Linked DNA regions of Rattus norvegicus: region 1 is linked to region 2. Evidence: chromatin contacts called from public Hi-C data. All regions are on one chromosome and are shown on one strand. The core of a region is the stretch at or near the end of the contact, and the rest is flanking DNA. Distances in the headings are between cores, read along the strand shown. Region 1 has its middle 52 kb from the start of Dyrk2. Region 2 holds the start of Dyrk2 (dual specificity tyrosine phosphorylation regulated kinase 2).

Region 1 (5,406 bases), core at 2,333-4,832, 51 kb before region 2:
TAAAATAGTGCTATGGAGAACATATGAATTAAATAACAGAAAGTTGTGAGCATAAATATTTAATATTTTCAAAATTATATTTAGCTTGTCATTATGAATTTATGCCCTAAGAGTAAATAACGAATTTAAAGACAGTATTTTATTTGCTTGCATATTAATGGAAAAGACAGAAGCATACTACATTGTTATATTTCAGTATCAAGGAAACAGTAGAAAGATGTACACTTAGGTTTCTCAGAAGCAAAGAGTGATGAGATGGGTGCTTTATTTTCTAGTGTTCCATGTGCTTATTAAAGTAAAATTAATAAAATCCACTGGAAGAAAGGAAAACAAAAACCTATCCTGGTGCCCACAGCGTCTTCACCCCCGTGTTCTAGCGTCTTTGGTACAAGAGGATATGCCGCACACTGGCAGCAGAGAAACATCAACACCAAACCAGCCACAGACCCTTTGGTCTACAATGGTGTCCAGCCTGCAAGACATGCTAGGGCAATGGTGATGCGAAGCTTGTGGGACTAACAAGTATCTGGCTTGACTAAAGGCCCACTCTACACGATAGACTCCGGACTCAACCCTGCAAGGGTGACCCAGAACCCGAGACGAGGTAGCCCAGGGACCTAGGGCAGTCCCAAATACTACTGTCTAAACAAAGGGAGGGGGGTAATGAAATGACTCCTAGTGACGTTCTGCTATAGTCAAGATCAGTGGCTTCAGCCATCTTCAGAGAAGTTTCCTCCTGCAGCAGATGGGAACAAATACAGAGACCACAGCCAGACATGGTGCAGAGAGTGTGAGACTTTGGAACACTCCTAAATGGGAGTTCTCCATCAGATCCCCTCCACTGAGCCTTAGGGAACCATGAGAAAGAGGAGATAGAAAGAATATAAGAGCCCGAAGGGTGGAAGACACCAAGGAAACAGGTTTTCCTAATCAACAGGATTAAGGCTTCTATGAACTCACAGAGACTGAGGTTGCATGCTTAGGGTGTGCACCAGGTCCTCTGCATGTATATTTCTGGTTTAGTCTTTTTATGGGGCTCCTGAGCATGTGAACCAGTGTCTTGTGTCTTCTCTTGGGTTCGTTTCCTGCTGTTTGTTTATTCTGTCTATAATTCCAATGTGTTAGTTTATCTTTCTTATTATGCTTTATTATTACCCCTTAGAAGCCTGTTTATCTTCTAGTGAGAGACAGAGAGGGAGTAGATCCAGATGGGAGTGGAGACGGGGAGGAACTGGGAGGACTGGAGGGACAGGAAACTGTAATCAGGATATATTATGTGAAAATAAAAAAAATCTATTTTCAATACAAGGAAAAAATAACAAAAAGGACAAAACCAAACCCCCATAGGAGCTCACTTAACTAACCCTCCCACCCCCCAACTGAGCAGAAAGAGGACGTGGGTCCTTGACAGAAATTACTGTTCAACTAGACTAGTCAGTTCTGCCTCCTGTTGGTAAACTCACCTTACTCTCATTACCCAAGCAGGGGCGGTTAGGTCTCTCTTCCTTGGAGCCAAATGCATTGAACAGATACAGAAGCATCTTCCTCCCCGTCAAGCTTTTGACAAAGGAAGAAATAAAAATTTGGAGAGGCAGACTGTTGTACAGAAGTCTCACAGTCGTGAGCCCGTGGGAATTTGTCAGCATGGCAAAGCAAGTCGTAGAAATGTTTCTCCTGCTTGCACTGGGCAGCTGAGCTCTAACAAAATTATACCTGAGGTTTCTTGTAGGAGGGCTTACCTTAATAGTGCTGTCTATAATGCCAAGATTTATGTTCCATTTTAGAAGTAGACACATAAAGATCTATTTTTTGGGGTGTGTGTAACATGGCATTTTGATGTACATTAAACTATGCCATGGTAACTATCCCTCCCTTCTTATCTTTCAGACAAGGGCCAGCCTAGGAAGACAGTTTCGCCACCTACCTTGGAGCTTCAAGCTATCAGAACCAAAGCACCCATGAAGCAGAAACCAGCAGCCCAAATTAAAACCGGATGCAAAGGTGTCAGGTCTCCACAGGATGACTTTATGTATATGTGGAAACCAGGAAGCTTCCAGAAAGCTGAAAATATCTGTGCTCACACAACTAGTCGCACCTCTGGCCTCTGCTTCAGTTTCCTAGCTTTTCTCTCCTCCCACAAACTTCTGACTCCTGCTGCTTTTTGCCATATCTAGCCCAGACCTTAGCAGCTATGGCTAGGGAGGAGGACTGAGGAGTGACACATTACCCCAGACCCTAAGCCTCAGGTGTCCTTCTAAGAACTGCCGTGCCCAGCAAAGTTTGATGCACAGCTCTCCACTTCTTCCATAGTTTCTGATGACACTGGAACTTTCTTTGAGGAAAACTGAAAAGAATCCATGGAACTCCCAAGCCCCAAACCACAGAAACCCCATGTCACAGTAAAATTAATCTAAGTCTCTGCACCATATTCAAGCCTTGTGGTGCTGTTCTTGGAGCAAACCAGAACTCTTTAGGAACCTACTGGCATCTGTGACATGTCTTTGAAGGTTTAATGTTAATGAACTGGCAATTTTCTAAGAGAGAGCTCCCCTCTCCCCAGTGTGTAGCAATATGTTGAGAGAAAACAAGATGTGTAATCCATGAGGAGAGAGACAATGTATTCTTCCTAAGGTAGATACACGAACCGTGCTGTGCTGGCCAGCATCAAGACAAGAAGTAATGGCTGTCTTCCTCAGTCTGCACTCTGCCTTTGCAACAACGTTTCAAAAGCTTTGCTGGGTGGTTCTTGAAGGGCATTGGTTGAACAAGAGCAGGATGATCAGGGCAAGTGGCCATGGGGAGTGCCTTTCTGACCCATACAAGCTGTGCTAATGCTGCTCTGTGCCTTCCTCTGCTCTTCCTGTCAAAAGAGATTCTGAGGGAGAAGGAGAGGAGAGGGATGTGCCTTGGCAACTATCACCAGGAAACCGATCTCGCCAGAGCTTTCAGTTAGAAAGGCAACCCACTTATTGTGATGGTGAGAAACCTTCCCCTGTAAAGAATATTGTTACCTTTAGTGTCTGTTTAAAAACAAAAGTCGCTCCGCTTGATCATCACAAAGAACAAAGGAAGAAGAAAACCACGGCCTGTCCCTATCTCTCATGGAATCTCTGGTAAGTTTTCCTCAGATGAGCACCCCCCCACCCCCAGTATAAAACGACGATGCACAAGATAAAAGCAAAACGAAATGCATAAAGCAGAGATCAACCTGCTCTTACACCTGCCTCCTGCTTTCAAGGCTTTATTTATCTGTATAAATACATTACATACGTGTTCGTTTGCATTTACCTACATGAAATAGGAGGCAACGCTGCTCACATTTCTCTTTTAGCATCTTGCAGAGTGTTCTCACCCTCCCTAAGGCTACCACCCTTTCACCTCACCCTGTGCTCACCCCAAACCATAAAATTATTTTTGTTGCTAGTTTTTAAGCTTGCTACTGTTGTGACTCACAATGTAAATATCTGATATTTCCCATGGTCTTGGGCCATCTTTAGGAATCTCCTTTACTGTTGTGCTGTGCTGACCAGTGTTATTTTCGATGACCACTGGAGGACTTTGGTATTTAAGAATGTAAGTAGTGATTATGTGGGTCATCCCTTACTGGGACAAGATGAAAACAACTTAAGGGAGGAAGGACTTATTTGACTCACGGTTTCAAGGGATTTCAGTCTTCTGTGGTTGGGATGGAAAATGGAACAGCTTGGACCATGTTGACAGAAGCATTGTCCCATTTCGGTCAGTCAACCAGGTAGCAGGGTATCATACGCCTCTTCAAGTATCCACCCCTCCCCTGAAATTCACCTCCATCAGCTAGACATCACATCCTAAAGAATTCGATAACCTCTGAAAACAGCACTACCAGCCAGGCACAGAAGAATTGAAACATATGAACCTGGGGGAGAGAATCAGACTCACACCACCAGAAAGAAAAGCAAGAGGCTGCCTCAATTACCATTCATGAATTGCTCAGCTCCTTATATTCATTGAGCACACAGTATACAGCAAACATCTTCTTAGGAGCCCCAAGAAGGATAATTACCCCAAAGTCACACAGATCACAGCTGGAACAGAGAGACACTTTTTTGGTCACTTTGAGATGTGACTAATCAGGGATGGTACAACCACAGAGAATTGGTGCTTAATATCCACTTGAACTTGAGGAGAAAGTGTCAGAGCAACCCACCAGTGGGAAGACTTGGGGGCATGAAGCATTGTAGTGTATTCACAGAGAAGCAGGGGGTTTGAACTTTGCAGACTGCTCTATTCCCCAGAAAGCTAGACAAGGAGGAGACTGGGCCCAAATCCTGTACCACAAGGACCCGGGAAACTAAATTCTATCCAAGTTACCGAACTGCTGACAGGTAATTAAGAAAGGCCAGTAAAGTTTTCAATAGACTATTCCTGTCGAAATAATTTTCATGCCTTTTTAACTCTTGATAAGTGTATTTCCATAATCTCCATAAGGGAGTGGAGGATCCCTCAGAAGGGCACACTAGAGCCAGATAGATTTCACAGTGGGAGTATTTACATGGTGGAAAGGGGCCAACACACAACTCAGGGTTTGTGTTTGCGCTTGTTCTCCCCAGGGTGCCTGCTGTTAAACATCTGTCAGCACACTACTGATTCCTCCCCCACTGAAGGAACCAGGAACCATTAAAAACATCCACAACTTAATTCCTTCCAGAGGCACCAACTGCAAAGAGGTCTCCTCCTAGCTGCTCACCCCATCGCCCAAGTCCCAGGGCCCTTTCCACTGTCTCAATCATCAGCGTTTCAAGGGCTGTACCATAAACCTCCCTGTACATCTGCAAAGCCCAGAGACTCTTGTGCCCGGCCCTGGTAAAGACCAAGCCTTTGGCAGGCGAGCATGGAGACTTCATTTTAAGAACGTGCTTCTCAAAGGTCAGAGGGACCAGGTGAAAAAGGGCTACAGCTCATCCCAGGCCTAAGAGGCCTATGGTTACTCTGACTCACCAGCAAACCGGTCCAGCTTGTTCAGCCTGTTCATGGATTACCTGACCAGCCTTAAGTCATTATTAGCCCTGGGGCCACTGAGGTTTCTTCTGCTCATAGGGAGAAGCTTCGGGTCTTTTCTGAGGTCCAAAGAGAGGCGTTGTCTGTTTATTTATTTTTGCCATAAATGGTTCTGTTGGATCAAAGTGATGATACTGACTCAGTCTCCTCCCTGCCCCTTCTGCTGCCAAGTGTCCATGATCACCTTGTAGATAACACGTGCAGCCATTGAGCCCCAGTGTCCAAAACGAGCAGCAGGCATTTGATTAGGCTGTATGGGCAGCCACACTGGAGTCACCGAGGCAGTGTGGAAGCACAACTATACCATTTCTTCCCATCGCTCTGAAGTAGGTGGAAAGGAGGACCTGGAATTGAGGTGACTACCCCAAT
Region 2 (6,020 bases), core at 923-3,422:
GAGAGAGAGAGAGAGAGAGAGAGAGAGAGAGAGAGAGTGTGTGGTGGGCATGGAGAGTTGGGGTGGGTATGATCAAAATACACTGTTATGAAACTGTCAAAGAGTAAAAGGTATTTTATTTAAAGTTCATTAAATGAGACATATATCTTTTTCCTTAATTAAAGCAAATCATTTTCCTTGTAAAAAGAAAGTGTTCCTTTTCTCTCATGTTTAATCTATTAATATCATTAATTTGGAAGTAGAGCTAAAACATACCTGTACTATTAGTATCCTTATTTATGATTTTTCTTATTCATTTAATTTTGAAGCAATGGTGTTTGAAATACTGTACAGATAACTTGATGCCAAAATTGATATTTAAGAACAATATTTTTTGAAACATTAGTCATATGCTGAGTACTCAAAGTAAGATGGGAAGGAAATAATTGTTTAGAAGAGTAAGGGGGGGACACTTCCCGAGTTTTCTTGACAGTGCACAGGCTATAAGCAGAGCAACAGTGAGACTAAGCTGGGAATCTCAGATACATTGTAGCCTTGTAGCCGCTCCTTACTACCCGCTTTCTGTTAGTTAAGTCTGAATGCTACTCAAGCCTTCCTGTGTGGGTTTGAAGGTGATCATCACACGGAGGAATTTCTTGCTAGGGGCAATTTAGGTTATGATATGAGCCGATTATTAATACACTACTGCGTCCCTACTTTCTTGCAAAAGGAAGAAAATTAGGCTGTCTCTGTCTCTCTGTGTCTCTGCCTGTGTTTGTCTCTCTCCTTTCTGTCTCTGTCATTCTCTTCGAAGGTGGAGTGTGCCCTCCTCTTATTACTCTGTAGGCGCCCTAGAGGGTCACACTGTAATGTGGGCCCGTCCTTTTGGCATTTGGTTAAAGCTGAGGTGATCTTTGCAAGAGGTTGCTATGACAATTTGCCAACAGCATAGCCTGTACAACTCTGCAGGAGGTAGCTCCCTCTAGACTGAAGTCTGCTCTAGTTGGGGCCAGCACTCTGGGACTTGGAGAAGACACAAGGAGCAGGGCAATAAGGGATGGACACAGGACTCCAGGAGCAGTTCAGAAACTAGGCACCTCCCAGGAAGGAAGTGCATGCCTGGACGCGGTCCAACTTTCTTCCCTATCTGCTGGGGATTTTTCGAGCTTTCGCTCCACACCTGACTGTTCAAGTGGACAAAGGTGCCCAAGTGTGCCACGCACGACAAAGCATAGGTGTGCGACAGAGAAACAAATGCTGTTCTTTCTGGGAAGCAGAGGCTGTAGCCCACGAATGAATAGGGCAGGGAAATTCTCCACGTGTCTGGGAAGGGAAAGAAAAAAAGAATCTTTTCCTCCGAGGATGTGGGGAATCAGAGGTGTCGCCCCAGTGCAGCAGAGAGCTGAAAGGAAGGTGTGTCTGTCTCAGTGGCCGCGCTGGGGAAAGGCTTCGAGTTGTAAGGAAATGGGAGGCGTCTCTGATGTTTATTTTTGCCTAGCAACCCACAGCCAACTGCTACCTCAGCTGCGGTCCACAGGCGCCTGTCTGCCTCCCCTTGTCCTAGAGACTGGAGGGCAGCGGTCACTCGGTGTCAGTGAATCAGGGAGGGCGTGCGTGGCCGAGATGGAAGTGGAAGGGCAGCCCCTTCCTTCGTCCATGCTTGGGTCACCAAGCTCAGCCGCAGTCCCTCCTCGGGGCCTGACTTTCCGAGGTGACCCTCATACAACTAAGTTCTCTCCATGATAAAACTGGGGAGAGGGGTTGGCTGGGCCACTGGGACAGGGACAGGGGCCGGGGCTGGGGGGCCGCAGTATTGTCTGGGAGCAGCCATTAGGGGCGGTGTTTAGGGGCGTGATGGGAGAGGGAGGGGTCTCTGCAGCAATTTCGGGAGGAGGCCGGCCGCGGTAGGTTGCGCGGTAGGGCAGGGAGGGGCGTCGCAGGGGCGAGGGGGACACGGGGAGAGGGCAGATGGCCGCAGGGGAGGCGCAGGGCGAGCCCGAGCCGCAGTTTTCCTGGGAGCGGAGGACGGCTCTGCGGAAGATCGGAGAGGGTGGGACTCCCGGGGTGGCGGGTGGGGGTGGGGTGGCCGCCAGCCTGTGTGGCTGGGGCCGGGGGAGTCCGGGGCGGGGCCTCAGCGGGGGCGGGGCTGGCCTTCTCGGGCGCGAGCCGCGGGGGCGAGCGTGTGTGCGAGTGTGCGCGAACGCGCGCAGGCCCGGGAGGAGGCTCCCGAGCGAGTGGGTCCCGGCGGCCGCAGCCCGCTCCCCGCGGCCCCGATGTGAGGGAGTCGGGGAGGCCAGCGGTGCGGCAGGGGAGGGCGAGGCATGTGCACGGGCCGGGGGGTACAGCAGCCGCCCGAGGACGAGGGGGACGGCGGAGGCGAGGAGGAGAGCGGGGGGCTCGCGGCGGCGGGTCCGGGCCGAGGGGATGCAGTGGACTGCGTGTGTCTGGCTGTAGCGGGAGAGAGGAAGCGACGAGGCGCGGGGGACCCGCGTGAGGGGCGACCAGGAGGCGGCGGCGGCGGCGGCGGCGGCGAGGAGTAGCGGCGGGACCGGCGGCGAGGGCAGCACTGCCATGCACGTTCCTCTCCCGCGGCCATGTTAACCAGGAAACCTTCGGCCGCCGCTCCCGCCGCCTACCCGACCGGTAAGGGCCCCGGGACCCTGTCGGCGGCACGGGGCGCGGGCTGCGCGTGTTGGTGCCCCGGGATCCCTGAACCCGGCGGGTTGAGCGAGGGGCATCCGGAGCGCGACCCCGCCGCAGCGCCCTCTCGGTGGCCCGCCCTCCCCTCCCCCGGCCCGGCGACGTGGGCTCCGGAGCTCTGGCCCAGCGCTGCTCCCCTCCGGGTCGCGAACTTAACTTTGCAGCTGGCGGGTGCGCGCCGGGGAGCCGCGTCCCGACCCCCCTCCTTTCCCGCACGCCGCCGGCTTTTCCCGGGCCGGGTGTCTCCTTCCATCTTCTCCCTGGAAGAGGGGGTTCTCTGCCCACCGGGGCGGGGGCGGGGGTCTGGGTAGCTCTCTTTCCCCACCCTGACCCTCTTTTGTCTCCTCCCGCGCGTGGCTCCCAGGCCGAGGAGGGGACACCGCCGTTCGCCAGCTTCAGGCTTCCCCGGGGATCGGCGCGGGGGCTCCCCGAAGCGGAGTGGGGACCGGCCCACCCTCCCCCATCGCCCTGCCGCCTCTCCGGGCCAGCAACGCTACCACTACATCCCACACGGTGAGACCTGGCTTTGGGAGGGCGCCGGGCAGACCCCTGGCTTGTTGGGTTCTTGCTGTGGGAAGAGAGGGCCGAATCTCCACGCCCCTGGCAGGGGCCTGTCCTCGACGCCGCCCTCTGTAACTTGGGCGAGCCCCGAGCTGCTGCCACAAAAGAGATTCGTGGCGTGGGCCCCTCGCTTCCCTCTGAAGCTCGCCCACACCAGAGCTCCTTTTCCTGGGAACTTCCTCCTTGCGCCCCCTCCCCCCTTTTTTCATCTGTGCTTCCTAGAGCTCCCTTCCCCGGCCGGTAAACATCTATTCCCAACCCCAGGGGTAGTGGATATTTATAGAAACGTATGTGTTAGGGGACAGCTAGGCTACCCTGCCCGGAAAATCGATCCCCCAAAGAGCCTCAGAGGCCTGGCTGCAGCCAGCAGGGAGCACCCGCCAATTGTCCCCCGCGTGTGTAAGCATGTTTTATGAGAGCTACAGGTTTGAGCACAGCAGAAATTGTAATTAACATTAACAAAAATAAGAGCTACAGCAGTAGTCAAAACAAAACAACCACCACTGTAGGATTCTCAGCGTGGATATTGACTCAAAAGGAAAGGGCCGGCTTTGCTTTGTAGGTGGCAAGGGAAGGGCACCTGACAAGGGCTGTGCAGTCCCTTGAGGCCCTGGGGAGTGCGGAGCCTGGGACTGGTGGCTGCAGAGACTGGGGAGCTGGGCTGACTTCAGCTTGTACCTTTCCTCAGCCCCTAGCGATGGCCTTTGGATGGTGACCATGAGCCTAAAGGAGGTGTGCGCTTGCAGGTGATGGTTTTAAAGATCTCTTTCCCAAAGGCTCTCTGGGAATGTGAGCAACCTAGGATGGTTTCTGTGTGAGGTTGCCTGCAGGATGTAGGATTTTGTGGCTAAGTGAAAGTTGCTTGAAAGTACCCACCCATGGTTTGTGGCCTGCAGGGAGCATCTCTGGGGGGAAGAAGGGGAGTCATTTGTGACTGAAACTTGTTTATCACGGGAGATGAGACCGACGTTAGCTGTGCTGGAGGCGTACAAGAGAGGTAGACAATTTCATAGACATGTTTTGTTATTCTCTGTTTTTCTCGGTGAGTCTATGCTAGGAGCTGGGGATTCATTACACAGGGATGAACTCATCTGGGTCGTACTATCTCGCTGGGAAAGAGAGCCTGCAGGTAGTGGGGATGTGACTGCCACAAGGGCATCCTAGAAAGGAGTCATCGTTGGTTTTGGAGGTTTGGCTTTTCTGTGGTTTTGGCTGGTTTAGAATCATCTGACAGTTTGGAAAACCCAGCGTCCATTTCCCCCCCATGTGTTGGTGTGATCGTGTTACATGTTGTGAACTGGACAAGGAATAACTCAATTTGCATTCGATTTCCAAGTTTTGTTAAGGATGGCCTTTGCCTGATCAGAACTTCTTTGCAACTGAAATATGTCATGAAATTGGGAGAGGGGAAAACTGCCACAAGTGGAAAGCCTGTGTGGCACCGGAAAGGAAAAGGCATGAAGGTGATTTCGGCATAGATGCCTGTGCTGTGCTGTGGCCTGTGTGTGACATGGCTGTTATACACCGAAGGGTAAATTTCAGTTGCTCCGCATCCTTGGACGCTCCGTTTTGAAAGTGAAGCTTTATGTTTCAAGTGTTTTGATGTGGTTCGTAGGACTCTACAGGTTTCCCGGCTCAGGGGCGTTGAGGAACACAGAGTTTATCCGGCTCCTGTGCATGTTTGCATGGGAATGAAGACTCCACAAGTTAACTGAGCTGTCAGGAGTCCGTGGACAGCTCGAATGTGTATCGTCAGTCACACACCTTCCCAACTCTTCATTTAATGTACTACTTGGGACTACTGGTTCAGGGAACCAGTATTAGCTTTGTTATAAATACTAGAATCTTTGCAGATTTAGAGTCCCCTGCCTTCCACACTTTCAGAAGTGTTTGTGTGTTTATTTCTGGAGCTACACCTGGCAGGAACTGTGGAGGAATGACTGAGGGAGAAAGGTTAGTAAGAAAAATGAGCAGAGCAGGCCCACCTTTTCCCTTAAGCACACGTCTGGAATATGAACTTTGGAATTTCCCATGGTAGTTTGCTTTCTTTCTTTCTTCCTTCCTTTCTTTCTCTCTTTCTCTCTCTCTTTCTTTCTTCCTTTCTTTCTTTCTTTCGTCTTTCTTTCTGACTTTTATTGTATACTATAGCAATTTAGTTTTAGGTCACCTTGTCCTAAAAGTCAAACTAATAAGTCTCTCAATTCTCATCGGCTTTTTTTTAAAAAATAATATATAGGAAATGATAAAATATTGGAAACCTTTTCGTTTCTATCAACTCCAAGATATTGGTATATATCTTTATAACTTTTTAATGTTTAAATTACTCATCCGTGATTTATTTTTCCACTCCTCAGTTTTATTCCCACAACACCACACAACATTTCTAAGATGATTTGGGGAGGCTTTAACACACCCAGAAGTCTTAGCTCGAGGAGCATCTGTCGCTTGCCATTTTGGTTCTGCAAGAGGGTGATAAAGCGCTAGACTTCTTACTGTTGTCTGATAGAATTTTCAATACTAAACTACTGCACTAATATTAATACTACGTTTCCGGGAGGGCTTGATGGGTCTCTCCACTTTAATGCATGCATTTGTGGAGAGGTAAAACATTACCTCTCAGTTCCAGCTTGTGTTCTGGTCCTGGCATGTCTGACCTTCTTGGGGGCCCCTCCCCATTTCTCAGTTTTGTGCATTTGATTTTGGTTGTGATTTCAGGGTCCTGCCCAAAGTCCTCTTCTTACTGGAACCTTCAAGTAAATATCTTTAACTCCTGGAATGTG

What was found. Hi-C and Micro-C count contacts between places; a contact is called where the count stands out from the background.
Region 1: a contact with region 2 is called in a Hi-C map of mammary epithelial cells, with 2.0 times the contacts expected there. The contact joins the enhancer-like site here to the promoter of Dyrk2 in region 2. A contact is called at or near these places in 2 of 12 Hi-C or Micro-C datasets (hepatocytes and mammary epithelial cells).

What each region holds. Positions count from the first base shown.
Region 1 is chr7:56,297,622-56,303,027 of GRCr8, reverse strand. No RefSeq gene overlaps it. Among named protein-coding and RNA genes, the nearest start is that of Dyrk2, 52 kb to the right of the region's middle. Within about 2 kb of position 3,582, at least 5 of the 93 cell types and tissues checked have an H3K27ac peak or open chromatin away from gene starts, as enhancers often do.
Region 2 is chr7:56,244,812-56,250,831 of GRCr8, reverse strand. Dyrk2 (dual specificity tyrosine phosphorylation regulated kinase 2) reads left to right here and starts at 2,172. Exons shown (of 3, transcript NM_001108100.2): 1 at 2,172-2,622; 2 at 3,044-3,192. The coding sequence starts at 2,574.